2 separate regions of the Mus musculus genome follow, and region 1 is linked to region 2. The links are chromatin contacts, called in public Hi-C maps. All regions are on one chromosome and are shown on one strand. The core of a region is the stretch at or near the end of the contact, and the rest is flanking DNA. Distances in the headings are between cores, read along the strand shown.

Region 1 (4,836 bases), core at 2,217-4,716, 640 kb after region 2:
GTTGAGCATGACCCACAATATACCTGCAGTGAGCTGAGAACCTGCTGTAAGTCCCTATTGCCTAAAGGCTTTACCATGGTCTACTGGTACCACCCTGCATGCCAAACTTTAACACATACCATCTAGGACATATTCCACATACAAATTAGATCAAATGCATGGAAATTGTCTGCCCCAGATGCTTATAAAGACGTAGGCAGGAAAGTCTACACACCCATGTTAATCAAAGCAATCAATTATGAACTGCCTGCCAATCAGTTAAGAAGGTGTTTCTATGGCTACAATCAATTATGAACTACCGGCCAATTGGTTAAGGTGTTTCCATGGCTACTCTTGTTACCAAAAGCCCAGAGCTGGAAGTTTTGCTTTATTGCTGAATAGTTCTGTGTGCAAGTGATAAGCTCCAAATTTCTTATAGAATATATATATAAAGTATTTCAAAGGTTATATGAGGTGCTGTATACAAGAAACTCAAGAGAGACCCTTGGAAATGTGGCATTCAACAGATGTAACCAAGATAAATAGATAAAAATATTCTCATGGAAATAGCAATTCAGCGAAACAATAGCTCTGAGGCCTGGAACTAAGAATTACTACTCTGGACCTCAATTTTCCTCTCTTGCAAAGTTCAGAGTAGATCTTTATAGTCCCTGTAAGTCAGGCAACGATAAGGACAGTTACAGGTAGACCGTGCTCACATGGGTCAGCTGTGTTCTCACTGACACACTTAGTCACTCTGATCCTCAAAGGAAACCTGAAGCAGCCGTGGCTTTCTGCTAATACTTAAAGGAAACTCCTAGTTCTCATTTTGTTTTACTTTAAGGCTTTTAAAAAATAGTTTTTCATTGTTTTGAAAACATTTAGTGTGTGTGTGTGTGTGAGAGAGAGAGAGAGAGAGAGAGCATGTAGTAGTTTGCTACAGATACATATTTGATATTCAAATCAAAATAAACTTTCATTTCCTCAAACATTATTATTTCTTTGTGGTAAAAAAAATCCAAATTCTTTTTTTAAAAATACACTATACTTCCATATCTGTGGTCAACCTACTATGTGACAGATCATCAGAAAATTTTTTCCAGGTATCATTTAGTACTCACTGACCAATCAAAAGATATTTCAAAACCATATGTTAAAAATAGACTGCTCACAAATTTAATCCCAAACCTTCCCTACTCGTCAAAAACTATATTCTCAAGTTTAAATTTTTCTTTCTATAAATATTGTGAAAACAATGCGCAGTGTATTCATAGATATTTAAAATTTTTACATACGGTATCATGTCTACATATCATGAAACTTACTTTTTCTACTCATGGTTGCTTTGGTTCAATATTTCCCTTTATAAGTTATATACTTATATAAGTTATATATTCTTGTACAGCGTGTTATTTGTGGTTCTCTTGAGTAACAGAACTTACAGAATGAGTCTGTTTCTCTCTATAAAAAGGACATTTATTGGAATAATTTATAGGCTGTAATCCAGCTAATCCAACAATGGCTGCTTATTAACAGAAAGTCAAAGATCCAGTAATTGTTTAGTTCCTGAGGCTGAGTGTCTCATCTGGTCTTCTGTATACCCTGGGATGCCAAGGTAGGCTTTAATACCAGTGAAGGAATGGATATGCTACCAAGATGAGGGTGAGTAGGCAAAGGGCAAAAACTTCCTTCTTCCATGTCCTTAGGCAGACGGTGTGGTTCAGATTAAAGGTGTGTCCTCCCTCCCAAAACACAATTTAGGCAATGTGTTGTATTAACCCACACTTCTTCCAGCATGACATGAGAGTCCGTTTTCCTATTCTGACATCTACAATCAATATTGCCAGGTTGTTCTTACTCTTGCCAGACTCATTTAAGGGTTTGATAGAAGTGGGCATGCATAAGTGTATTACTTATCTTGTGTTCAGGCACAAATGTGATGGGGAAATATTCCCTACGCAGGTCCTCATTTGGTAGAGTGCTCATTTGGCCAGCGTGTCATTACTGAGTCTCTAACAAAATGCAATAATCAAGTGAGTCCCCTCAGGATTCCCAGGAGCCTCTGGAACAGAGCCAGAGTGATTTGACAGGCTCCCCTGGCTCCCCCAAGGGCCACTTCAGTCCATTCACCACTTTCTGTTAAGCCCTCTCCTCTCCTGCTGCTCTCCCGTACTCAGAGTCCATTTACACTCCTGCCACAGAGAACATGAGATGACCTCATGCAAACTGCCACATCCAACCTTCATCTACAAACACACTCTACCTCCCATGTTCTCCCTCCAGTATGGTTCCTTTGACACCAATCCCTAAAGCCAACTGATAAAGGCCTTTGGGAGCAAGGATGATACTTTCCTGTGATTGTTTAGTGGACCTGTAAGGAGGTGAAGAGGGCTCGGGATGTAACTCGGTGGCACAGCATCACCACACGTTGCTATATACCACCTGAGGACCCCATACAGCATTCTCATCAGAAATAAAATAATACGGGCATGGTGGTGCACGCCTTTAATCCCAGTACTTGGGAGGCAGAGGTAGGCGGATCTCTGAGTTCGAGGCCAGCCGGGTCTACAGAGTGAGTTCCAGGATAGCCAGGGCTACACAGAGAAACCCTGTCCCGAAAAAACAACAAAAAAAAAAACAAAACAAAAAACAAAACAATAATCACTAGCCACAGCCCCTTAACCTTGTCCCTCCAGAACTGTGAATTCAATGTTCATTCTTTTTTTTTTTTTTTTTTTTTTTTTTTTTTTTTTTTTTTGAGACAGAGTTTCTCTGTGTAGCCTTGGCTGGCCTCGAACTCACTCTGTAGACCCGGCTGGCCTCGAACTCAGAAAGTCGCCTGTCTCTGCCTCCCAAGTGCTGGGATTAAAGGCGTGCGCCACCATGCCCGGCCCTCAATGTTCATTCTTGATGAAGTGTCCAGGTTGTATTCAGTTACAGGAATAGAAAGTGGACCAAGAAATGCTGCCCGCTATCCTAAGAAAACATTACCCTTCTTCCTGCCCAAGGCTAGTCCTAGCTCCGCAGTGACTCCTCTCTCATCCTCTCAGGGCTCTTCCTTCATAAAGAAGCCCTTCTTTTGCCTCTATAGTAAACTGCACTTCCTTCCTCTCTACCTCATTTTTCCTCCAGGTAAATACACTCAACTCTTCCTTTGAGTCCTGGGTCTTTTCTTGCATGTTATGTTCATGACCAAGAATCACTTCCCCAGAAAGGCATTTCCTTTTACTTAGAAGACTTCTCCTTTGCCTTCACAGCATTGACAAAAGCAGAAATGAAATGCCTCTGTGCAGGCCTGTGCAGTCAACGTTAGCAGAGGCAGGAGTCCTCTCCTCCGAGGCTAGCAGAAGGCACAGCCAATGCTTATCTGCACAGTAAAGAAGTGCTCCCCAGCCTCTAGCCACATTTTGCCTACATGCCTGTACCTGATGAGTATTTCAAAACGAGAGCCCTGTTGTTATTGTCCCTGATGAGCTCAGGGAAATGCTGTTGGAGCCTGAGCCACAGAACAAAGTCCAACACAAAGTGAGCCTGGGAGAACAACTCTGCCTTGCTCCTCACAAAGCCAAATGCACACTGCTGTGGAATGTTCTCTGAAGAAACTGGCATTCCTATTAAAGATCCCGTGGAGTATTTGACCTTGGCTGACTCAACGCCATGACTTTAGAGAGACGAAATAGTGTAGGTCAAGAGCCAAAACCATCTTGGACGGATCAAGCTCTCTAACAGCCAATTCTCTAACTTCTGTATCTGACCTGGCACTCTCCCAACTAACAGACATTTGTTGACTGGGTTGCTAAGCTTACGGGACCCCTGCCTCCATTGTAAAGCTCTAACGGACGGTTTCTCCTCTCCCCTATTGGCTGCAGTGTGACCTTAATTCATGTAACTCTTCCATATGAAGTGTGTCATTTCAGGGAGCTTGGATCACGGTCTTGAGCTCATACTCATTCTGGCTCAGCGGTTAAGAGAACTGGCTTCTTGCTCTTCCAGAGGTCCTGAGTTCAATTCCCAGCAACCATATGGTAGCTCACAACCATCTGTAATGAGATCTGATGCCCTCTTCTGGTGTGTCTGACGTGTACTCATATAAATGAAATAAATAAATCTTTAAAAAAAATTAAGCACACTCTGCTTTCCTGTAAGAGTAGAGCCATTAATTTAGTTTAGCACTACCTTTCCTAATATAAATAGCAAGAGAGGAAGAATGCAATAAGCGAATTCTGTGGCTGACTGATAGCTCTGGTAAAAAGACCAGCAGGGGCACCAGGCACAATGCAGTGTAGACTGGTTAACATACTGAGGCCCCAAATTCTATGCTGAGTGGACTCTTTCCCCACCAAAGGAAAAAAAAAAAAGCTGTGAAGACTTTATATTCTAAAGTTTAGACTCAATAAAGAAAGAAGCACGTGTTTACAGCAGCGTCCATTAGTTGTTAGGTTTTTTTTTCTCCTATCTTTTTCATCAGTGAAAACATTTGAACCCACTGTTCCACAGGAAAGGGACTCGTGTTTACTGAGCATTTATGATATGCCAGGCGTTGGCTAAATGTGTTTGCTTTATCCCATTTCAAATAGTTTGTTTAAACTCAACAGGATATATCATATCCATTTCTACAACAGCGAGTCTTCATTGTCAGTCTGACTCAGCGTAGAAACACTATGGAAACGTGAGTGTGTCTGAGGGCACTTCTAGAAAGGTTTAACTGAAGAGGGAAGAAGACCTTGGAATGTGGGTGGCACCATCTGACAGGCCCGGTCCCTGGCTAGATAACCGAGGTGTGGTTGAGCAGTCTCGGCCATTATCTCTGGACAGAGTTCACTTCACCACCTTCCTGACTCGGTGCCTTATGGACGA
Region 2 (4,838 bases), core at 954-3,453:
GCATGTACATATTTCATACATGTAAAGTAAAATAAATATTTCTTTAAAAAAGAAACTCATGTATCTGGGGACAAAGGAAGCCTCGGGCATTTTTATATGTATGGATTAATCATGAAGGGAGAATTTGCTGGCACGTTTAAACTCAGCAGGGCACCGAAAAACGAAGAACAGCAGAATGGCTGAGGCTCCGGACTGTCTTATATAAGACATAAGAGGCACTGCTGCAGACACTGAATCTAAAACCCCCTAATTGTAGGGTTCGTTATTTTATAGGCTCATGAGGAAGAAACATTACCAATTAAGCTGCAACAATCTTTCTTACCACCCAGAAATGTTACACCATTCAAAGAGCTTTAAATGCTTAGAAAGGAATGGGACAAAGTATTTTACATTGTCTTCCTCAGTCCCTGTGGCTCACACAGATGGCAGCTCATTCAGTCATTTCTCTCTAGTACAGTGGGGTCATACACATGGTCTCCACTACCAGACTGAAACTAAGTTGCTGTCTGAGCTGCCAAGACAGTCACGATTACAGAGAGCATCAATGAACCGGTTCTAAAGAAGACAAGGCTGGGGGGGGGAGGGGGGGGAGAGGGGGTAGACCAGGTTTTTGTTTTAACCATTTTCTCTCTCTTTTAGACAAAGTCTGTGGTATCCCCGTTTTGATTCAGTCTTTACTTGAATTTGCTAAGTAGCTGAACATGACTTTGAACTCATTATCTTCTTGTCTCCACCTTCCTCCTGGTGGGATTCCAGACACATGTACCACCATACCAGGTTTTGTTCGATGCTGGGAACTGAACCTAGGACATCTTGCATATAAGCATGCACTCTATGAAGTAAATCACACCCCCTAGCCAAATCATCTGTTTCTTTAGCAATTTAAAATAAGTACTCTGGGTTAGGCATGGTATTGGATGTATAGGCTAGGGGTTCAAAGTCGTCCTTTGCTATATAAGCATCAAGCTACACGAGACCCTGTCTATAAACAAACAAAATCTCCAGCTGAATCTATTTTAAAAGCATTTCTAAAAAATGGACCTAAGCCAGTAGTGGTGGCACATACCCTTAGAGCAGCACTCAGGAGGCAGAGGCAGGAGGATCTTGAGTTTAAGGCCAGCCTGGTCTACAGAGTGAGTTCCAGGATGGCTAGGGCTACATGGGGAAACCTTATCTCAAAAAAAAAAAAAAAAAACAAAAAAACAAAAAACAAAAAAACAAAAAACAAAAAACCAAGAAGAAGAAGAAGAAGAAGAAGAAGAAGAAGAAGAAGAAGAAGAAGAAGATATGAAGAAATGGACCTAAACTGTTCTTAAGTAACTGAAACCTGACTACGAATAAACAGACAGAATTCATGGAACTGCCTTCCTTCCAGGAAGGAAATTCTGCCTTTTGTCTCTCACAAAGACATCCTCAAAAGAAAGCCTTCTATTGATTTCATGAAGGCAGCTAACTGGCTGTGGTTCGGATCCAGCCAATCACTTCCAAAGACCTCATACTTCAAAGATGCTGTGAATATAATGACTCAAAGAGACACCAGGGGGCCTTTGTTGAAATGTAATCTGAAAAGATAGGCCAAGGTAAAAAAAAAAAAAAAAAAAAAGAAAAAGAAAAAAAAAAGAAAAAAGAAAAAAAAAGCCCATTATTAAAGAAATAGACCCAGACCTCTAGTACTGCTTTTAGGAAATTAAAGTACATTAGTGAGGAACGTTGAGGTTGGGAGAGAGGGAGTGTAAGAAACATAATTTAAAGACCATTTTGAATGACTCAAACGTCATTTTGTGTACTTGGAATAATGTAACGCATATAAGATATAAGTTTGTCACTGGGCAGCTCTGATAAGAGTTAGGCCCCAAAAGCAAGCCCCTGGCAGACCACCCAGCAGCTCAGACCTGAGCTCAGCCCAGGTCTGGCCCTGATATGCTAATGAGATAACCCCAACAGGCTGTTGATGAGCTGGTGAACAGGCTCCGCCAGGCTGTGAGCCCTAAGAGTGGCAAGGCTACCAAAGAAATGATACAAAAATTGGAACGATGGGAATATTCTGTAGGACCTCACTGTCACGATCCTTAGACACCTCGCCTCTGGCTCGTGTTCATAAGCATCACCAAGAGGACTTGAGACTGGGCGTGGCCCTGGCTTCAGTGACCTCTCTTGCTGAGGCCACACAGGGCTGTCTGTCAGCGATAGTTATTGGCCTGTGCTCTTTAGGACCTCCCAGACCACCATCCGCGCTATCTTCCTGCCAGCAACAGCTGAAGAACCTCACAGAGGATGTGGGCCGAGCCTGCAAGCTTCCATAGATAGCATCCTCCCCCGGATTCCCCAGTGGACCCTGCAGCAGCATTTCTGCCCAAACAACCATTCATCTCCTGCTTGTTTAACTTTTATGTTAGCAGCTCCTATAAGGAATGTTGTTGTGAATAAACCGAGCATGTTTGATAGACAAATCTTGTGTGGACATCCTAACTGCTGAGAGTCTTACAGCCCACAGGCTGTGCTCTTGGCAGGAGGGAGGTATAAATTGCCTTTGTCTCCCTTACTCTGACAACCTCAACTATAAGCTGTGTTTACTTGAAATCAGGAGAGTGAATATTTTGTGGATTGAATTTTAAAATCAAAGCAGAATAAATTTCCCTGGTATGTAGAAGAACAGAAATGAACCATCTTTTAGAAATGCTTTTTGAGATTTCATAGTAAACGTGTATAGTAACTGCACTATTATTTCCCTAAGTCACACAAATATATTTCATGTTAACCAGGCTGGACATCAAACCCAGGGCTTCATGCATGCTAAATGAGCACTTCGTCAATTGAACTGCATCCTTAGCCCCCAATATTTATCTTAGTGAAGCTGAAGATACTCAGTAGTAAGTAGGTAGCATAAATGTTAGTGTGCTTAGCATCTGTAAGACTTTGGATTTGAGGCCTGGCAACTCTCCAATACACTGCTTGAAAACTTCTTACATAATTTAAGATGCAAAGGTGTATTCAACATGCTACTGTATTCCAGGGTAGATGTGTCACTCTGGGGATGCCAGGGGATCCTAGCAGATGAGATTTAGCCACTCATCCCCAAAGAATCACAGGGAAAAAAAACCCCAAAAACCTTTATTCCCCTTGCTGTCAGGAAGACATAGCTAAGTGCCAGGCCCCTTTGGGGTGCCAAAAGCAGCCTTAGATCACACAGGACCAGAACAAAGGCAGAGTCAGGGCAGTTTGATTGCAAATGGTCGAGGTCAGGTCACACAGTCGGGCTGGCTATTATCTGAGGACTTTTCTCACAGCCTTGTAAATGTCAAGGAAATTGCTGCTCAGGGGCAGTCTGCCTTTGACTCACAGGATGTCTGTCTATTACAGCTGTGTGATTCTGGACTTTATGATAAACAGAGGGTAAGAACAACTCAGAAAAGGACAGAAACAAAATGAGTCAGGCTAATTGGATCCCCTTCTAAAGGATTTGTAAACACCTGAGTGTAGACAAACTAAAACCCAGAGCGCACCTTGTACATCTATCTCAGTGACGTCTCCTTATGGCTGGCAGCAGAAACAGACCTAACTCTAACCTGAACGGACTAAATAATTGAAATTAATATGTTCCCTGGTGGGGGGGTGGGGGGCTGGATGGAGCTGAAAAGCCTGCTGAGCGGCTCCCTCCCCTTTCATTAATGTGGCATCTGAGTTCCCTGGAGTACTGCCTGAGTCTTTCCCTTTGTACTGTCTACACTCAGGGGACTTGCCAAGCAAATTAACAATGTGATGTGATTAAAGGGAGACTCTCTACAACACAAGGCAGAGTTTAAAGTGCCATTTTAGGGCCTCAGAGCCATCAGCGCTCTGAACATATGGAACTGTTGCGATTGTACAAAGGAATTTCGCTTACCTTACTGACATCACCTGCTCTAAGTCCTAACCAGGCTGTCGTCAAAATTAGCTATAACCTGTTTATAACATAACCATCACAATGCCTTGGTAACCTACTTGTGCTCATTATTTGAACTTGAAAATTTCAAGAGGAAAATGAAAATTCTTGCCATAGGAACTAGTGGAGTTACATTCCATTTTTTTTTTCTACCTTCGTATATAAAAAGCAAGGCACAGTAAGAGGAGTTAGTCTTCCTGTCCAACATAATCAGGAGGCTGCAGGGAGCACCTCTGGACTTGGAAGTAGTTCCTGTGACCCAGAGATGCAGAAGACAGGCCAAGGTACCACCCTTTGTTTTCTAGACAAAAAAACACAACGCAACAAAACAAAAAATACCTTTATTGATTCTTTGCAAGTTTCATATCATGCACCCCAGTCCCATCCATCGTATCTGCCCTTTGCCCTTGCAGCCCCCAACTCCTTATCCCCCAAAATGAAAAAAAAAAAACAACATACAAACAAAATAAAGCATAGAAAATATTTCATTATGGAAGCTTTACCGTGTCACAGTGTGTCCCACAGTGCACCCCTCTGTCCACACATCTTCACTTGCAAATGTTTATTGCAATGAGTCATTGGGTCGGTTCAAGGTCTCTGGCTCCTGTGACACCATCAATATTGGATCCTCCCCAGGACTTTTCCCTGTTATCCTGTTGTTGCCCTGGGTCTTGGACATCCTGAAGCCCTGGGTTAGTGGGTCCGGCCCCTTCAAGTCCCCCAACAGTTCACAGATGATGTAGATTTTGGAGTGGGCCAATTGAAAGCACCTGAATGTGGGCCTTGGTGAGAGCTGGGCTGGTCGACTTTCCCTTATCTGTACCACCAGGGTGAGCTCTCCAGCACTGCTCTGACTAGACCACTCAGTGTCCTTGGCAGGAGGTAGGAGGTAGGAGACATTCCTAGGCAGCTCCTT

Evidence for each region. A called contact is a pair of places that touch in the nucleus more often than the background predicts.
Region 1: a Hi-C map of uterus shows a contact between it and region 2, with 2.4 times the contacts expected there. The contact joins two enhancer-like sites. A contact is called at or near these places in 15 of 39 promoter capture datasets (the 3T3-L1 cell line, 3T3-L1-derived adipocytes, cranial neural crest and 9 more) and 9 of 484 Hi-C or Micro-C datasets (adipose-derived mesenchymal stem cells, cardiomyocytes, cerebellum and 5 more).

What each region holds. Positions count from the first base shown.
Region 1 is chr13:93,234,580-93,239,415 of GRCm38.p6, forward strand. No RefSeq gene overlaps it. Among named protein-coding and RNA genes, the nearest start is that of Gm41020, 38 kb to the left of the region's middle. Within about 2 kb of position 3,467, at least 72 of the 459 cell types and tissues checked have an H3K27ac peak or open chromatin away from gene starts, as enhancers often do. A contact at or near this core is called in uterus, where this site is marked.
Region 2 is chr13:92,590,963-92,595,800 of GRCm38.p6, forward strand. No RefSeq gene overlaps it. Among named protein-coding and RNA genes, the nearest start is that of Spz1, 17 kb to the left of the region's middle. Within about 2 kb of position 2,204, at least 80 of the 459 cell types and tissues checked have an H3K27ac peak or open chromatin away from gene starts, as enhancers often do. A contact at or near this core is called in uterus, where this site is marked.